Regions from separate parts of the Sus scrofa genome. Here region 2 is linked to region 1. Evidence: chromatin contacts called from public HiChIP or PLAC-seq data. All regions are on one chromosome and are shown on one strand. Each heading gives the region's core, a stretch centred on a gene start, on an enhancer-like site or on the middle of the called end of the contact. The rest is flanking DNA. Distances are from core to core; before and after follow the strand shown.

Region 1 (6,446 bases), core at 2,375-4,874:
AAAACTGCAGGAAGTCATGTCAGTCTAAAAATAGCTCATACCTCGAGATCATGCTCCTTGATCCACTTTCCCTCCTTGTATACTCACACAGACACAGACATACACCCACACACTGCAGAGAGTAAGCTGCAGGCTGCAGTCTCAGACAGGGACCTGGAAGGGCAGCCTGAGCCATCGAAGATGCAACCGTCAACCAGGGCCACTTCCTACAGAGCATAGCCCTCCTTCCCAGGCCCCAGCACCCGAGATGCCCAGTGTCTGTGGAGCGGGGCACATAGGGAGAGTCTGGGTGGCCCTGGGCACAGGCGACCCTGCGCTACCCTCAGGTAATGGGGCTGGATTTCCAGAGTGGAAGGGGGAAGGCAGGGGGCGGGGGGGGGGGGGGGGGGGGGGGCCCAGGAGGGAAGGAGAAGACAAGTAATCCAGGGCCAGCATCACCCACACACGTGCCAAGTCACTCCTTGATGGCGTCTCCAGCAAAATACAAACCCGTTGGGTCCATGTTCAAATCAATGTCTCCAGTGAAGACCCTGAAAGGTCACTTGTCAACCCAAACACGGGAACACGAAGAAGGACACCGTGGGGTGGACCTGCCACCTCCCACCTGCAGCACAGACCACCAGGCTTACCATCTGCTGGGACCCAAAACACCAGGGCTGAGAGGTGCTGTCACATTTCCTGATGGCCTTTTAGCCAGAAGCACATCCCCACATGAGTTCACACATGGAACACGGGTGTTCACTCAGCGGGTAGGGGGCCCACTTGTGGACAGAGAGCAGGCAGGACTCAGAGAGGAGGCCTGGTGACAGGAAAGGGTGCAGCTGCCCCCACGCGGAGGGAGGGAGCTGTGCAGGTGTAGAGAGAGCACTGGGCCTGAACAGTTCGCATCACAGGCCAGGGCCCTACACAGCACCCAGCGAGAGCACTCACAGGACACCAGGCCACTTCCACATCCTCAGAGCCCACACTAAGTCACAACACAATGGGACAACTCTGCAGGAGAGGTCAGAAAAGGGCTTCTTTTCCTGCCGGGCTCACTGCAAGTCGGCAGGCTCACATGTGTGGCCATCCGCTAGCTAGCTCGTCGGCACAGCGCTAAGCCTGCAGCTACAGCTGGCCTGTCTGCAGGATCCATTAGATTGATTGGTTTATCTAACCAAGCACAGAAACAGGCTGGGGGAAAGACGGAGATTAAATTTTAAGGGTCTCTAAGGCTTACAATATTGAAAAGGAAAACCTTAAAATCAAAGGGAAGAAAAAGAAATGCCTCAGAGTTAAGAGTCCATAATAAATAAAGGGCTAACTTAGAGCTCTCTACTCAGATCTAAGATCCCCTTAGTGGTTTATTTTACTTAAAACAGTGACATCCTTAATTGAGGGGGTGGATCACAAAATCTTAAAGATAAAATAAGTAACCAATTATGAAGACTTACGTGTTTTTAAATGGCATTATGAATTTTTTCAAATATTATAAAAACAAATGTCAATCCAGGGAAAAGACTTCCTCACAATTACATAATTTTAAATATATGTATATAAAATAGTATGTGTAAATTTATGACATATGACATAAATACAACTAAATGGATACATAGCCATTAAATAGCTATATAAAGAAAGAAACCTGTGGTGGAATCTTCTCTAAAGATTATCTCTAAAACTGTACAGGAGCTGCAGAGAAACACATCTCAGACACGGCAAACCTTTTGAGATCACTGAGTGCCCAGAGTCTTCACTGATGTTTCTGCTGTCTTACCAAAATGACCTTAGGATGAAGAAAATTAGCACACATCCAACAGCACTGGGCTAAGCAATTAACAGGTAAACGGTAAGACAATGACCCTTGAAATTCACCGAAATCTTCAAGTCTGCACAGAAAACCATCTTGGGCTCCTGAATAAGCTGTCTCTTCTCTATCAAGTAAGCACCCTTGGCATGATTCCATTATACACCAAATCACTTCCACAGAGTTGCAGGAGATAAGCACATTCTCAGAGCAGATGTGTCTGCTGTGGGTGCTGCCAAGCACACATGGACACCCCACAGCTGTGCCCATCGATCAGACGTGATGTCACAGGCAGCCTGGAGACAGCCTGGCAGCCAGCACCTCCCTCCAGCACGAAGCAGCAGCTGCTGGAGATGGCACAGTCACAAACCCCGGGACCAAATCACCCGACTGTGCAGGAGGGTGGACTTAAGCACCAACAGAAACACACAGAACCCCAAAGAGGGTAAAACTGTATGTGCATTTCCAACCACGCACACTGCGCCCCAAGCCTCCACCCTCCAGAAGGGAGGAGGGAGGACCTGCTCCCAGGGCGAAGGGTGAGCAGGAAGCTGGCTGGCCCCCAGGACAGGATGGCAGTCAACAGCGGTGCGACAGCGAGATTCTCCATGGGTGGGCGCTTCATGAAAAGTCTTTGCTGCAGACCCCTAACAGCAGGGAAACTGGACGCCAAGGAGCCTGTGAGTTCTCCAAGTTCCTCATTTCTAATCTGGGGAGTTACACAACTGACCTTTTCAAACAACTCCTGCAGTTAGGCAATAAAATTAAATCAGGAAAGAAATATTTAATAGAGCCCAAAACATTAAGAATTAAGAATTGAAGGTCTGTTTTCCCTGGAGCATCACCTCAGCGCCTCTCATCCATCAAAGGAGAAGTGCCTACATCGCGGCCAAGGGCAGTTACATGCCAGGTCCTGGGAGGCCTCCTAGGGAGCCGCTAAACCTGAGGATGCTCTTGAAGACCCACTCTTTGCAACATGTTTGCCAGGAATGGAAGCAAGAAGGGAAACACCAAGATTAAAAAAAAAAATTTGCATTTATAACCCCAAAATTAAAAAAAAAAAAAAAAAAGCTGGTGGGGAGAAAGGATGAAATTGTTAAAAAATAATGTCCATATTTTTTAAAATAGCAATTTAGGATGTAGGTTATACAAAAATTCCTGGGGTTTGTTGTTGTTGTTAATTCGACTATTTGTTTTACTAGAAAAATGTCCTCAATTCATGAAGTGAATCTGCCTGGAGCACGCTCGTCCACAATTACGAAGAGCCCTCCTCACCAGAGATCAAGAATAGCTCCTTCTAGAGCATAATTAATCTTTCTATTCCACCCTAGATCTGAGAACGGTCAGCATTAAAAAGACTAAGTGTTTAGTAACTGTTTAAACGAATGAATTAGTGCAACTCCGTGAACAGCATTTAAAGAAACAAAAACAAAGGCCTGGAAACCGTGGTAGGCATTCACCATTTCCAGTCCCAACAAACTCGAACTGCATCTGCCCAAAACCATTAGGACTATTTCTCATTTCCATTGAGAATAAACGATAGCTTTTCTCGTTTCTTTCTTTTCTAATCCACAAAGCAAAAGGAAAAAATACATACATATTAAAATAAGGCTGTCTCCATTACTATAAAAGGCAATCCATACACATTTGTTTAGCCAAGGCTCAAAACATGTTGGAAATTCTTCTTTAAAACTGCCAGGACATTCTTTAGAAGCAGCACCCATGTGCAGGGCTCTGTCACAAGCCTAGAGAGGCGATGAGAGTCTAAGAGTTAGTTCCCCACTCTGTGTAATCTGGCAGAGAACGACACAAGCATGCAATGACCATGCAGAAACTGCTCTCGAGTCGCCTGTGAATCAACAGGACATAGCTCAGAGAGCAGGATGAAAGCGGTTGCCAAGGACTGGACAGTGTGACCACAAGCAGGGGACAAAGAAGCCACCGGAGGCAGGAGCTTGCAGAAGAAGGACACGACAGAGAGGGCCCTGAGAGAACCTGAGCACAACAACTGGTGGCGGTGGAGGGGGGGGGGGTTGTTGGGGGGGTGTTAAAAGCCTTCAGCAAAAGTCATGGGTTATGAAGAAAAGGAACAAAGAAGCCCTCCTTTGCCTTGTAAAAACTAGATGCTAGACGCTTCACATCTATTACATAACTTTGATTCTAACGAAAGCCCAAGAGGTAGGAACTACTATTCCATTTTACAGATGAGGAAATCCAAGCTTTACTAAATTTAACTCTAAGGCCTCATCTCCCAAAGGATATAAATACTGTCTTGGAGCAAAAGCCAGGACGTGACTATTAAAGAACAGGGCCAACTTTCGCTAAGGCTCGTAAACTATAAATTCACCTTGAAAAATATTTATGGGCCTCAATGATAGGTTCATAGGAAAAAGGAGAAAAAAGGATACATCATTTTAATCAGTTCAGTGACAATTCTAAAAACAAAAGCCAGAAACGAGTACCCCCTCTTTCTAACCACTAGTAATTTTAAAAGACTCCTTTATTTTCTTTCCTAGAGGGATGAAATTCAAGAGTGAAGAGCAGGTCTCACTGCTACTTATTTATGATTAACATAGCACATCTATGGTTATTTTTAATATTTTTATTTCCAAAAAAAATGAGAAAGCTGTAAAACACGATCGCATCCCAAGAGTCCTCTGTTGCAATGATACATTACTATCATTTTCTTGGACACTGAAACCAATACTGTGTACCTATGAGATGTTTTCTCCAAGCGCCCATCAAACACAGAACATCCTGCTCAATGCATCAGACTTGAAAACCTGGAACGTAGCGGGCACTGTGGACCAGTTACCTGTGCTACGTTGGATCCCAAGCATAGGACATGCAGCCATGCTCCCAGGAGAACCAGAGGACATGCAGCATAAGGAAAAAAAGGTGGGGGTGCTGTTCTGGCAGTGAACGACGGAGCTCTGGGCAATGCCCCCATCTCCCTGGTCACCAAGTGTGGCCGTGAGAAAAACATAAAGCGTCTGCAGGACACAGCCAAACCAGCCTCAACCTCCTCCACCTATTTACTTATCAAATAGCCAAGAACACAACAGGAGAACGGACAGATGTTGGAAACGCCTCATCTTAAATGAGAATAAATTCATCCAAAACAGAAACGTGTCTCACTGTCATCACCACCAGCAGAGGTACCTATTTGTGGAGCAGTTGGGCCTTAACCCTAAGTCATCTTCCTGTGATGTTTAGGAAAAGGACAGTGGTGTTCAGAAGGAAGAGGGGTGAGCTCACAGTGGCAAAGCGTGGCTGGAAGTCTCAGCCTGTGGTCTCCTGTCCAGGTGTGATGGGGGTGGCATCTGTCCCCAACTCGGCTGTGAGCTCCAGCAGCTCCTGTGACGTACTCAGGAGCTTGCCTGGCACAAGCCCTTAAAAGCTATCGGTCACTTCAGCCACTCTACACTGTATCACTGAAGGTTAATTCCCTATCTAGGGGACGTTTTTAAAATAAGAAGTATTAGAAATGGTACGAACCTCACTCTGGCTCTTTGTCAAAGGTCCATGTTTACCTGACTGGCACCAGGTGTTCTCAGGGGGCGGACGTTACCCTCTACAAGGTTGAGGGAGCTGCTTAGTACCTTTATCTATAAAGCGTAAAGACACACGTACATGAACAGATCAACTTAGACTAAATTTTTACTGGGATGATCGCAGAAAAAAATCATAGGGGTCTATTTAGGGAGGTGATGGTAAAAATTAGGGTGTGATCTGGGGGGACACTGGGATGATCCTCAAAATCACTGTCATATTTTTTAACTGAAATAAATTAATCGACTTCTAATTGATTTTTTGAGCTTTTCTTCTGGGATTTGTTGTATAACAATACTAATAATAATAAAGAGGTACACCTCATGACCTTTATCTATAGAAAGGTTGAGTGATGATATCACTTTGCTGTACAGAAGAAATTGACAGAACACTGTAAAGCAACTATAAAGAAAAAAATAAAAATCATTTAAAAAAGAAGAAGAGGAGAAAAGGTACTTTGTTAAGAAAGATAAAAAACAGAAGAAGGAAAGGAAAGAAAGGCACATTTGAAGGAGGGCTCCTGGCCAGTAGTCTCAAGCTGCCAGCTGACACTGGTACACAGACGGTCCTGGGCGGGAGGGCGAGGAGCCGAGTGGCCAGCTGCCTGACGTGGATGGAGCCAGCACAGAACGGCCAGGCCTGCAGCATCAGACTGGCCTCTGAGCAAGGGCAAGACGAACAATAGGCCACAGTGCAGAGAGCCTGTGTCCCTCCCTTTTGTTCTGAGTCTAGACAAGAACAGCACATTCATGTGACAGCGTGCTCCCTTCCAACTGCGGAACGGAAAGCTGTTGGGCTGCACAGGCCTCGCTTTATCCCAGGAGTACGCGTGTTTGCCCCCTCTTGCCAGAGCAAGAATGTGTCTCCCCCTCCAGGACCTCACTCAGATGAGGCTCAGACTCGTCCCCCAGGTGTGACACACACGGCCTAGCGCCAGCCTGCTCCTGCAGGCCTGCCTCTCCAGCCCAACCACAGGCAGAGCCTGGTGTTTACACAGCCCGAGGAGCGCGGGGCCAGGGATTCGGAGGGCGCTCACCCAAACCCGCTGCACCCCAGCAGGCACCAGCCCGGCACCTTCGCCCACTGCAAGGAACGCGCTTCAAGTACT
Region 2 (6,446 bases), core at 2,644-5,143, 290 kb after region 1:
GCATTGCCATGAGTGGTGGTGTAGGTTGCAGATGCGACTTGTATCCCGAGTTGCTGTGGCTCTGGCACAGTGGCTACAGCTCTGATTCGACCCCTAGCCTGGGAACCTCCATATGCCACGGGAGCGGCCTAAGAAATGCCAAAAAAAGACAAAAAAAAAAAAATTAAAAGAGTTAGACCTCTTCCACCTGTTATTCCCTCACAGCTATCCTTGACCTCCAGGACACCTTGGGGGTCACTGGTCTAACTCCACAACCAGTGCAAGAGCCCTTTGGAAGCACCTCCAGCTGGAAGTTTTTTATGACAAAAAAAAAAAAAAAATGCCCTCTCAGGGCAGAGGCAGCCACTGGGCTCAGAGCTGGGAGAGGCAGACACCGTCCCTCCCCAGGATGTGTGCTTGGCAAGCGGGGCACAGGTGGATGGAAGGCCGCCCTCACACCCTGCCGGTCAGACTTCTTCAGGGGCTACCTGGCTGCGACTGAAATGATCTGGGGACAAGGAGCCACAGAGATGCCAGTTCAGTCTCTCCCTCCCTCCCTCGCCGCTCCCTCCCTCTTTCTCAGTGGTCCTCTGTGGGCAGAATGGAATTGATGCGTGAGATGCTTTCACCATCAATCCACACGGCCCAATTCCCTCTGGCTCTTCTGTTCTTAGCATGATAAACATCCATGAATCCCCCACCCCATGTGAACCACAGGGCCAGTTTTCCTGCATCCCACAACCTGCCTTTCCCAATGGGGGGAACTACCAGCCCCTTCATCATTATTTTGCATCTTAGTGCTTTTGTATGTCTTTTTTTTTTTTTTTTTTTTTTTTTTGCTTTTGACCACCTTCACCCACTTTGCCCCCCCCTCCCCATTCCCCAACCTCTGGCAGCCAGCAGTCTGTCCCCTGTACCAGTGAGTTTGGAGGTTTTGTTTTGTTGTGGTGGTGATTATTTAGATTCCACTCTTAAGCGAGATCATATCATACTTGGTTTTCTCCGATTTATTTTATATAATGTGTTTCTTTGAAAAAGCATATTTTTTATTTTTGCGGCTTGACTTTTTGAAAAGGAGTATCATGTCATTTGTCATCTTTGGGGACCCTTTCCACTTACCATGACATTAGGTTTGTTAGGGAACTGGTAACCCAAACTGCCCACCTTGGCCAGGCAGGACAGCAGCTGCTTGCATGAGCTGACTCACAGCAGGAGACCCCAATTAGGAGCATGAGGCTGCCCTAAAGACTAACCGGGAGGGTGTGGGCGGGGCCCATAGGAGGGAAGAGCCCACCAACTTCCCAGGATCCTTGGCGCTGGAATCCATCTTGGCTGAGAGATGCGCGCGCCACCAGGAAGGACCCGGGACCAGACCAAATATGGGCCAAGCAAGACGATTGGCCACAGACAACCCAGAAACGAACCCCATTCATGTAAAAGCTGAGACTGCGAGCCACAGGGCAGAGCACTTCCCCTGGTTCCCTCTCCGTGCTGCTCTCCACCCAGGCCCCCTTCCCAATAAAGCCTCTTGCTTTGACAGCATGTGTGTCTCCTCCAACAGTTCATTTCCAAGTGTTAGACCAAGACCCCATGCTCGGACCCTGGAAGGGGTCCCCCTTCCTGCAACAGATTCACCTACATCCACTTGACTTGTGTCATATATGGCACGCTCATCTCCCACTGATGAGCCCCGGGCCGTTTCCAGATTTTGCTGTTGTGAACATCCGTGTGTGTCTGTCTGGCCTGCACGTGGAAGTGCTCTTGGGCATGCGTGTCCAGGGCTGAACTTGTAGACTGACAGGGGTGTGTGTGACTGTGATGTCTGGGGATGAGGCCAAGTCGTTTTCTGAAGTGGTGGTTCTGTGTTGCCCTCCTGCCAGCAGTTCTGTGGATCGAAGTTACCGTCTGGGACTCCTGGCTTTCTTCGCGGAAATTGATAAGAGGCCAGACAAGAGAATTCAGGCAAGGCTTTATTGGGACCCCTAATGCAGCAGCGGGGAGAGAAAACAAGTAACAGTTTCCCTTGCTTGCTCCCTGGTTGGGGAGTGAGTAGCTGGCTCTTCATTTGAGGCTGGTTCTTCATTTGAGGTGGGCCCAGGGGTCAGGCCAGAGGGTTGGCTTAGGTGATCTGCCCACCCCTTTGGTGGTGCAGGGGGCATGCGTAGTACCTGCTTTTTGCTGGGACACCCTGCTTTTGCTCTGGCTCTTCAGAAGTGGCAGTTGGGGTTTTAGGTTTTTTTGTATCTTCTTGCCCATAATTGGCCCCAACTGCTACATAGTTACTTTTAGTCTCTTATGGTTTCTTTGCATTTTGTTGCTGAAGGAGATGTTAGTCCAGGTGCAAAGCACTGCAGCTACTACAGCAAAGGGTCCCAGGTCCCAGGTCCCAGCCTACCTCACAAATATGTTCCCAAAACACTGGCATTGTGAGGCCCATTCCTCTAGCCAAAATCCTCTCCCCTGAAACACGATCCTTAGTAGAAACTCTGTACTTTTGATAACCATAAAATATGTAGCAGAATCTTCCAACATGACAGCTGCTCAAATATTCAAAACAATTACCTCTCTGCTTCCCTCTTCTGCTGAATGCAGGCTCCCCATTGGTCACCTTCCTGCCCACTGGTCTCAAGACTCCAATTTATTGGTGTTTCTTTTAAAAGGTGGGGTCCCCAAGGGTCCAACCCAGAATCTCAGGAGGGCTCAGAGGATGGGGCTCTTGTTTTCATTTTGTAATTTGGGGGGCTACTTTTGACTATTATCCTTCCATGTCCCTCTCTGCTGGTTTCATTTTAAGCTTGTGGTCAAGCAAAAGCAAATATTTATTTTTATTAACGATTTTTATTTTTTCCATTATAGTTAGTTTATAATGCTCTGACAATTTTCTACTGTACAGCAATGTGACCCAGTCACACATAGATGTATACATTCATGTTGCTGCAAATGGCATTATTTTGTTCTTTTTTATGGCTGAGTAGTATTCCATTGTGTACATACACCACCTCTTCATCTGTCAATGGACATTTAGGTTGTTTCCATGTCTTGGCTATTGCGAATGGGACTGCAATGAATGTACGGGTGCATGTGTCACCCTCAAGTATTTTTTTTTCTTCCGCAGGATTTAAAATTAGGCTAGCCCTCCCAAAACAGCTTGGTAAACTGTGAAACACCCTATGTCAGTACAAACTACTGTCCTTGTCGTCAGATTGTTGTCATCCTCGGTCCAGCTGGGACCCAAGAGAGACTGTTCCCTACTTCCTCTGTTCCAGCTTCTTAGCGCTGACCTGCAGTATCTTCTAGACTCTTCCAGTCCCCCGCCTTCTCAGCCTGCAGAGGCTCGCCTGTTGGAAAGCATGTCTCTTATCCTCATGCAGTAAATCAGGAGCAGGAAAGCCACGTGCCAGGCCTTAGGCTCTGGAGCTCGCTGGGTGTCTGTGGGTGAGGTTTTCCAAGCAGCCAGGAATTCCTCGGCTGTCTTATCATTCAGCCCACATTTCCCCCTGTCGTCACTCCGTATCCTGGGACACTCCCTCCCAGGCTCTGCTCATCCTGGGTAGCCTGGCCCTGCAGCGCCTTCCTTATCTGGCAGCCTTATCCCATGGAAGGGGGTGCCTTTAATTTGACATGTTTTGGCTCTCCCTGCTTCCTTTGTAAAGAAATCAAAGGCTCTTTTTCAAAACCTCTCTTAGATTTTTCTCATAAGTGGTTTCCTTTCCGGGGCAGTCCTGGGGCAGAGGGTTCGAAGAAAGAGTTAAAAAGAGCCTCCAGTGTGTGACAATGGGCATTTGTTTAGCGTTTTTGATGTTCCTTCTTCCCTGGGAATCCATTCCCCCCCGCCCCAAGACACTGAGGTACTGGCTTTCAGTCCTCACGGGGAATTTGCTCAAAGAATGAGCCGTTTCAGCAGCGCTGGCGTTGGGAAGGGACCCTGTGCTGCTCAATCCGTGACTAAATGGAGAAGAGACAGGAAGGGGAAAAGGATGTGATCCCAAAGCGTGTTTACAGGAGAAACAACAAAATACCCACTTCTCATTTCCTGCCTCCTCCCCTGGGAATGGGGTAGATTCCAGATTCCACACTGAGTTCCTGTGCAGATGTTGGGGTGTTTCTTGCTCTGCTTGGCAGTCCTGGGCATGCGACGGTCATCGCCCTCCCCCGGCAGGAGGTAGCTTCCATGGATGAGGGAATTTCTAAAATGCTGACTTCCTTTTTTTAAAGTAACATTTCCCAATGTGTTTCTGATGATAAAATAACACATTCCCTTTATAGAAAATGTGGGAAGTGGAGAAAAGTGTATCAAAGAAGAAAATGAATGCCGGCTGTGGCCCCACTGTCCGAGATGCAGCGACACGTGTGGTTCATTGGCAGGCCCCCTGCCCAGGCACACACGTGGGAAGCAGGAGTGGAGGAGCGATCACAGTGGCCTCTCTGTTTGTTTCCCACGTCCCTTCAGTCCTGCTTACTGGGTGGTTCTTCCTCCCTCTTGACTGAGCATCTGAGCAGCAGCCTGACTCTCTAGAAATCCTGGAGTGATGCAAAGCCCTGTGGTTATTCTTGTTTGCTAGACAGTATGTCTGATGCTTAGCATGTCCAGCCTGATAGGACATCCAGACTCTGAGCTAGGTCTAAAGCAAGGTTTCTTGCCAGCCGAGAACCAGGCGCAGGGGCCCGTTCTTTGTCCCTCACCCTTCTCCCACCACCCCACTGGGTATTGGTTGCCCCCACTCCCCAGGAGTAGGAGGTAAAAGTGGCTGGAAAGTTTCCACTGCACAGCTTCATGCTTTGGGGACCCAGGCAGACCCTTGTCCCCTGGTGCCTTTGGTGGCTTCTGCAGATCCACCACAGGGAATATTCTAGCATGCATCCCTGGCCTTGGCAAATGAATCACCGAAGCCTGGCTGCCCATCCCAGGGCCTTGCTGGGCAGAGTCCAGGCTCTCCCACATGTCAGCCCTTCATCACACGTGGCCAGCTTCTGGCCACCAAAACTATCAGCCGTACGTGGCCTGAACAGACTGCGGATGCGCTAGAGCCAGCTGCCGTGCTCCCTTGCCTGCCTGCCAGTGCCCCTGGCCAGCCATCACTTGTCCCCCTCCACTCCCCGGAGTCCTGTGCCAGACACTGACTGCAGGGTCCTCCCAGTAAGTCCTTCCAGCAAGCTGTGAACCCCTTTCTGTGGGGCCTGAGGTGACTGGACCACCTCGCCCTGCATCCCCTTCTCAGGGAAGGGGTGGTCTTGCCACGAGAAACCCCCTTGCATGTCCTCATCCTCCTCTCTACCTCATGGTAGGTGATTTGCATTGAGGGCTTTTTGGAGTTTTAAAAACAAACTTTAGCTGCATGCCTGATGGCACAAGTGCCCAGGGGGCCCAATGTTACCAAAGTTCACTTTGCTCTCCGGTCTCTGGCGTCATCACTACCTGTCCTCTTGTGTTGGCACCACATGGACAGATGGACTGAAAGATTGACATGTGGGTGGATGGATGGCCATGTGGATGATCAGACAGACGGATAGACAGACAGCCCTAAGCCTGGAATTAGACTAATTATGTCGTAACCATGAGCGAGTTATTTAACCATTCTGTGCCTCGACTTTGTCATCTGTAAAGTGAACATATTCAGAGTGTTAATAATAGTACGTTTTTCATGAGAGGATTTTAGGAAATTAATGAGAAAATATATATCAAGAGAATTGCACAGTCCTGGCAAATAGGAAGCACCCAAAGGACGCTCATTTTTGTTGTTAAATACATAACTATCTTCGTTTAGAATATCGTAAACATTTTCACCCTAAAATGTTTCTAAGTGAGAGTTCCTGTGTGACTCAGTGAATTAAGGATCTGGCGTTGTCCCTGGTTCGATCTCTGGCCCCGAGAACTTTCGAGTGTCATGGGTGTGGCCAAAAAAAAAAGAAGCTATTTCTAAATGCATGTTGTGAAATGGATGTGAAATATTGTTTGGGTGTTCCAGAATTCATTTAACCATTTTCCTTATTGGAAATTGAGGATGTTTGTCACTTTTCTCTATTCTAAGTAACCTAAGTTTCTATCTGTATCTGGTGATTTCCTCTGGAGAGAGTCTAGGCTGTTGTAGCCCCACGTGGTAGTTTTTTTTTTTTTTTTTTTTTAATTTTATTTTTTAACTTCATGATTTTTATTTTGTTCCATTTTACTTAATTCTGACTATTTCTACTGTACAGCAAAGTGACCCAGTCATATGTGTATGTGTGTATATACATATATATTCTTTATCTCACATTATCCTCCATCATGTTCCATCATAAGCGACTAGATATAGTTCCCAGTGCTAGACAGCAGGATCTTGTTGCTTATCCACTTCAAATGCAATAGTTTGCATCTACTAATCCCAAACTCCTACTCCATCCCCACTCCCTCCCCTCGTTTGTTCCTGAAGTCCATGAGTTTCTTTTCTGTGGACAGGTTCATTTGTGTGTATTGTCTTACCCAGAGC

What was found. HiChIP or PLAC-seq counts read pairs in DNA pulled down with a chosen protein or histone mark.
Region 2: a contact with region 1 is called in an H3K27ac HiChIP or PLAC-seq map of skeletal muscle, with 2.6 times the contacts expected there. The contact joins two enhancer-like sites. A contact is called at or near these places in 2 of 2 datasets of contacts at active chromatin or transcription factors (alveolar macrophages and skeletal muscle).

Annotation. Positions count from the first base shown.
Region 1 is chr3:52,558,732-52,565,177 of Sscrofa11.1, forward strand. All of the region lies in intron 3 of MAP4K4 (mitogen-activated protein kinase kinase kinase kinase 4), which reads right to left. Among named protein-coding and RNA genes, the nearest start is that of MAP4K4, 88 kb to the right of the region's middle. Within about 2 kb of position 3,625, at least 25 of the 83 cell types and tissues checked have an H3K27ac peak or open chromatin away from gene starts, as enhancers often do. A contact at or near this core is called in alveolar macrophages and skeletal muscle, where this site is marked.
Region 2 is chr3:52,852,213-52,858,658 of Sscrofa11.1, forward strand. All of the region lies in intron 2 of RFX8 (DNA-binding protein RFX8), which reads left to right. Among named protein-coding and RNA genes, the nearest start is that of RFX8, 14 kb to the left of the region's middle. Within about 2 kb of position 3,894, at least 15 of the 83 cell types and tissues checked have an H3K27ac peak or open chromatin away from gene starts, as enhancers often do. A contact at or near this core is called in alveolar macrophages and skeletal muscle, where this site is marked.